Linked DNA regions of Mus musculus: region 1 is linked to region 2. A link is a contact called in public promoter capture Hi-C data. All regions are on one chromosome and are shown on one strand. Each heading gives the region's core, a stretch centred on a gene start, on an enhancer-like site or on the middle of the called end of the contact. The rest is flanking DNA. Distances are from core to core; before and after follow the strand shown. Region 1 holds the start of Sytl2 (synaptotagmin-like 2). Region 2 holds the start of Me3 (malic enzyme 3, NADP(+)-dependent, mitochondrial).

Region 1 (3,013 bases), core at 389-2,888, 670 kb after region 2:
GAGAGAGAGAGAGACAGACAGACAGACAGAGAGAGAGAGAAAATCGATTTTTCTCCTTCCATGGCAGAATGAGGAATCTCAGGATTTCCTGATTGTGCTGAAAGTGTTTTACCCTGAGGCTTCTCATTGGCTCTGTATTAGTAAATACTTTTAATATGCTTCTTCTCTTCTTTCTCTGTCTCTGTCTGCCTCTCTCCTTTCTCTGTATTGTGACTCATTCTCTAGCAGAGGCTGGCTTCAAACTCAAGGTAATCCTTCTGCCCACCTCCCCCGGCCCCTCTCTCCCACGGCTACTTTTAAAGTATCACATTATTTAATCCTAGCTATCTGTATAAAGAAACGGATGCAAATTGTGTCTTGGGCATTCTGAGCTTCTGGGCTAAAATCCACTTATCAGTGAGTGCATATTATATGAGTTCTTTTGTGATTGGGTTCCCTCACTTAGGATGAATATCCTCCAGATCCATCTATTTGTCTAAGAATTTCATAAATTCATTGTTTTTAATAGCTGCATAGTACTCCATTGTGTAAATTTGCCACAATTTCTGTAACCATTACTCTGTTGAGGGACATCTGGATTCTTTCCAGTTTCTGCCTATTATAAATAAGGGTGCTATGAACATAGTGGAGCATATGTCCTTATTACAAGTTGGAGCATCTTCTGGGTATATGCCCAGGAGTGGTATTGCTGGATCTTCCAGTAGTACTATGTTCAATTTTCTGAGGAACCACCAAACTGATTTCCAGAGTGGTTGTATCAGCTTGCAATCCCACCAACAACGCAGGAGTGTTCCTCTTTCTCCACATCCTTGCCAGCGTCTGCTGTCACCTGAGTTTTTTATCTTAGCCATCCTGACTGGTGTGAGGTGTCCTGTGAAGGTTCTATGCTCCAGTATAGGGGGATGCCAGGGCCAGGAAGTGGGAGTGGATGGTTTGGGGAGCAGGGGGAGGGGAGAAAGGATAGGGAGTTTTCAGAGGGGAAACTAGGAAAGGGGATAACATTTGAAATGTAAATAAAGAAAATATTTAATAAAAAAGGAAAAAAGAGAATATGATAAAAAAAAGGTATTGCAGGTTTTGAAGTGGGGGCCGTCTCTGGGAGAAGTTGGGGTACAAAAGGGAAAGAAGAATGTGATGTAAGTCTATTTATTCAAAATATGTTTTTAAGTGTTAACAAATTCAGATAAATTGAAATTATGTATCTTTTCTCGTCATAATGCAATAAAACTTAAATTAAGAAAGAAAGAAAGAAAGAAAGAGAGAAAGAAACTGATGGCCGGAGGGGTTAGAACATTTTGCTAGATTACAGGCACCTCTTCTCCCCGCATGGTGGTGACCGTCCCTACGTTTCAGATGGAAGGTATCCTCGACCCTCTTGCATAGGGACGTAAAAAAAAAAAAAGTGCCGTTTCCGTTCTTTTGGATAAAAACTCGATTGCTTCACTGACAAGTAGAGAAGGAGGCCTGGAAGGGAGAGAAGCCAAGCGCAGGGACCAGAGCACAGGAGGCGGCCCCGCAGGCGCGGGCGGGCGGGGCGAGCCCTGTGCTCCCTGGAAGGTCCCGCGCTGCCCTCCCCTCCGCCCGCCCCGAACAGCGGCGACACCTGGGTGGCGCAGCCGGCTGCGAGCGCTGGGCGGCAGAGAGAGGTTGGCAGCCCGGAGGAGGTAGAGCGGGCAGCCGGGGCTGCGGCGGAGACTCGGCGCGCGCTCTGGGTGTGACTTTTCTGTCTACTGGCGGTGTCGCTGGGACTGCTTTCTGGTCCTGCTCTGGGTCTTGGAGTAGCTGGAGGAGTTGGTGTAGAGAGAGATTTTTTTGTTGTCCTTGCTATCCTGGCTGCTACAACGTGAACCACCGGGGCGGCAACCAACAAGCTTCATCCCTCAGTTTCTCCTTTAGTTAGGAGTTCCTTCTGCTGCCCTCGCCGCCGTGTGTCCGCGAAGCTAGGGACACCAGGTAGGCAGTTGCGACGGAATTGGGGGTGGTACTTTGAAGGCTTGACCCCAGACCTGGGGCTGGAGACTGGCGGGACCTGGCTGCGGAGCAATCGCCCGCAGGGTGCTCAGGTGAGGAACAGCAGAGGTGCAGCGAAGGAACCCAGCTAAGCACCCCCCCCCCCCCGCGAACTCTAGTTTGAAAATTAACACATTTGTTTTGGGACAGTTTCCTCTACACCCAACCAGACCTCTTATCCTATAGAGTTAAGTCACATGGGTGGGATTTGCCAGCTTCAAACTGCAAAACCGCGTGTTTCAGGGTGTAAGACCCATCCAGCAGCCGTAGGAAGTGCGGTAGGAAGTGGGGTAGGAAGTGGGTCTCTGCGCTCACAGTGCCTCCTCCCCTTTCCTCCCTTTATAAGTCGTCTTTGGCTATGAGGGGCTCCATTTCCTGCATCGTTGAAAAGTTCTCATTTTTTACTAAGGGCTGGTATGTGACCAGCAGCTTCCAGGACGTGGGCTCTGGGTTGAGAGGGAGCCTAAACACACGCTTTGAATCACAGCTTTCTGACCCTACAGTCTAATAGCAGTGTGCAGAGGAAGCCTGGGTGGGGGAGAGGGGGCAGTTCAGATACACAACTGGAGGGTCGGCGGGGTCCAAATTGCTGTCCAGCTTTCTCTCTTCCTGACAACCCTTTCTGGCTAGAATGCTGGTCCTGCTGTCTGCAAGATGGAGAAGCCAGGACAAAGCAAGCTAGCTTAAAGTGGCTGAGGTCTTCAATCAGTTACTGGAGCTTTTTAGCACCCGGCCCTCAAACAACTTCTTTCATCTCTGCCCTTCATCATTCTTGGAGTGGCATACATTTGAAATCAGACTCTTGGACCCACTAAAAGTGTCCAGGAAGGAGAAGAGAGGTTCAGTGAGGGAGGAGGGGCGATGCTGATCTCTCTTTTACAGACATTTATTATGGACCAGACGCTGTTCTCTATGTAATGTGTTTCTAAATTCTCACAAAGCCTCACAAGGTTGGTACACTATACTTCTTTTTATAATTGAGATGCCGAGGCTCAGAAAGATT
Region 2 (3,052 bases), core at 346-2,845:
TGGAGTCTGAGAGAAAGAACCACACCACCTGTCTGGTGGCCATTCTGAGAGCTCATAGCCCTGATGATCAGAGAAGCTACTCACCTTCCCTCACCAAACAGCTACTTTTTTATTTTTATTTATTTATTTATTATTGCACAAAGACATTTCAGGACCTGATAACAAAGGGATCTGCAGGCAAAGGCCCTAGCCCAGTGAAGCCAGTATCATAAGGGGGAGGCAGGCAATATACCACAATAGCAATGAACTAGTAGATGACTTGTTCATTTATACCTAGGGGAAAACCCTTTTCTTATGCATCCCCTGGGGATGGTCAGCACTGAAGGGAATGACTAGAATAATGGCTTCCAAGTTGACATATTAGGGGCAACCTCAGAGACGAGATGTGGCAGTTGTTTAGAAGATTGGAATATGATGTTCCCAGTAAAAGTGTTAGCAGAGGCAAAAGCCCTGAGATGGAGGTGAGTAAGACAGGGAAATGGGGAGAAGCAAGTCAGAGGAGACCTCAAGGACAGCACAAGGTGAAGTGGGATGAGATGAGAAGCTGGCAGGAGCCAGGCTGGGCTTAACCAAGGCCTCCTGACAACTTAGGAGTTATCCCATACACAGAGCGATGTATTTCCTTTAGAAGGAATCTCTTGAACACTAAGTGGAGGAAGTACACACTTAAATTCAGGGAGAAGTGGACATCAAGGTGTGAGTGACCTAACATCTATGGTCTATGGCTGGTTCCATGGGGTTCCTAGAAACTTACTTAGGAAGTGGGGAACGCAGATCAACAGAAGAGAACGTTCTACAAAGCAGGAAGTGTTCTGTACCTATATACATTCAAACATGGTCTCAACTGGTTTAAAAGAAGGCACTTACTGTGACTGGGATTTAAAATTGTATTTTATTTAGAAATTTTATTTACTGTAAAATGGATTTAAAATTGTATTTTATTTAGAGTATTACAGCTACATGTGGCTAATGGTTACTATACTGACAGCATTCTTGCCCAGGTCTTGCTCAAGAGGTGGGGGCATGCTGACCCTCAAGTGTTCTCCCCTAAGTGCCATTCAGACCTCTGGATAGAGAGTGCCAGGGTACAAAAGCACAAAAACCCTCATGTGGGAGGAAAATGAGCTTCATCCTGTCTTGTTATGAAGAGCCCCCGCGCATATCCTCAAGGAAAATCTGGTCCCGCAAGGAAAGGTTTGGAGACTGTTTTACTGAATGCATCAGTCCCGTGAGCTAGCACTGCCTGTGAGGTGCTGCCTTTGGCCAGAGAGTGACAGGGGACAGTAGCGCCTTGCCCCACCTGCTCGCAGTGGGACTGCATAGACTTCAGCTTCTCCAGTTAGGCAGGTAAGCGGAAGAAGGAGAAACCAAGGTTAACCACAGGTACTGAGGGTGCGGGGACTCCTTGGAGAGTATTCTCCCATATGGGGGCAGGGAGGCACGGGCTGTCATCCGCACGGGATCTGCTTTCTGGGCTTGCTTTCGCTTTGCTGGCTGAGGGGTGAGCATCGCAACCAAGCGAGGAGCAGGTGGCCTCGGACAAGGGGAGGAGGCTAGCGCCTTCCATCAGGAACCCCCAGCCTCTCCGAGAGCTCAGGTCCGGCGCCCTGCTGGCGCGCAGGACCTGGCTTGCCTAGAGGGCACCCCTGACCTTGGTCTCGCCCTGGTTCCAGGTCTGTGCCAGGGCTATGGGCGCCGCGCTGGGCACTGGCGCGCGGCTGACCTCCGTGCCTCGCATAGCCTGCAGCAGTCTTCGGCGCCAGGCACCTTCCGCGCCCGCCCAGGGCTGCCACTCCAAGTCTGGCCCGCCTCGACCCGTACCCCTGAAGAAGCGCGGATACGATGTCACCAGGAACCCCCATCTCAACAAGGTAATGGTCCGGGTAGGACGTTGGATCCCGTGGTTAGCAGGGAAAGACGCCCCGCCCCCTGGGCTTGGGACGAAACCTATGGCGTCCTTCCAGAGCCCTCTGGTTTTGCCTCCTGGATATTGCTCTGTTTGCTTTGGCCTTTTCGTCCCCCTCTTGACATGGAGAGATGTGATCAGTTTTACTGACCTTAATTTCCTCAGCAAAAACAATACAGACCCAGTGAGTATTCCCGATGGTCCCTCTGAGCTAGAGTCAGATTTCCAGCAGATCTTGAGGACAATTCATTTGACCTCCGTGAATTAAAGTATCTGTTAGAGATTTCTTAGGAATGTTGCAAGGTTTAAAAGGAAAAACAGGAAAACGGAGGCAGAGTTCTTAGCACAGACTCGGGCACCAATGAGATAATAAGTGTTAGCTAATGATATGGTGAATATCTGGGAAAACATGAGTCCGGAAGACAGAAAAGTCTAGAATTATAGAACTTTTAGTACTGGAAGAAGAATTAAAGATTTTAATTTAAACCAGTCCTGTAACAGAATGCAGAACAAAGGGGTCTTAGCCAAGGTGACCAAATGCAGATCTCTAATGCTTTGGCCGTGTTCAGCCCACTGCAGATACCTGCATATTAACCTAGGAGCACACCTCCTTCTTGTAGCAATCAAGTTTGTATCTTTGGTTCAGAGGATTGTGAGGAACAGAAACTGGAAGCCAAGACTCAAGCCAGTCCCCCACTCCCCACAATTCCTCGTGTTTAACTAGCAGGCTCAACGTTTTTCAGCCTAATAGTATGACCTCATTTGATTATTGTAAAAAGTTTCAAAACCACTGGATTTGAATTAATATTTAAGCTCTCATAAATGCTTGCTAAGCTATTACTGCAAATAAAATGTGAGAATAGTCCTCATGCAGGAAGTTCTCAAAAAATGTTAGTAGTTTCTCTGATTCAGGATGGTGAAATTCCAATGACACAACTTCTATGGAAAATGCTATGTTAAAGGGTGAGGCCAACTGTGCAGTGCTGTTTCCTACAGCATCAACTGAAACTAAGGAAAATGTCTGTGTGCTCAGATTCACTTGTCACACTGACCCCCTACTCTCCAAAGAGACCTTGAGTTCCCGGTACTCTGCTCCGGTACAAAGCATTTAAGGTATCCATGCCTGTTTGAATTGCTTCAGTAGTG

The links. Promoter capture Hi-C pulls out the DNA fragments that hold promoters and counts their contacts.
Region 1: a contact with region 2 is called in a promoter capture Hi-C map of neural stem cells. The contact joins the promoter of Sytl2 here to the promoter of Me3 in region 2. A contact is called at or near these places in 4 of 39 promoter capture datasets (embryonic stem cells, liver, neural stem cells and 1 more).

Annotation. Positions count from the first base shown.
Region 1 is chr7:90,300,791-90,303,803 of GRCm38.p6, forward strand. Sytl2 (synaptotagmin-like 2) reads left to right here and starts at 1,639. Exons shown (of 20, transcript NM_001368878.1): 1 at 1,639-1,953.
Region 2 is chr7:89,631,223-89,634,274 of GRCm38.p6, forward strand. Me3 (malic enzyme 3, NADP(+)-dependent, mitochondrial) reads left to right here and starts at 1,596. Exons shown (of 14, transcript NM_181407.4): 1 at 1,596-1,871. The coding sequence starts at 1,689.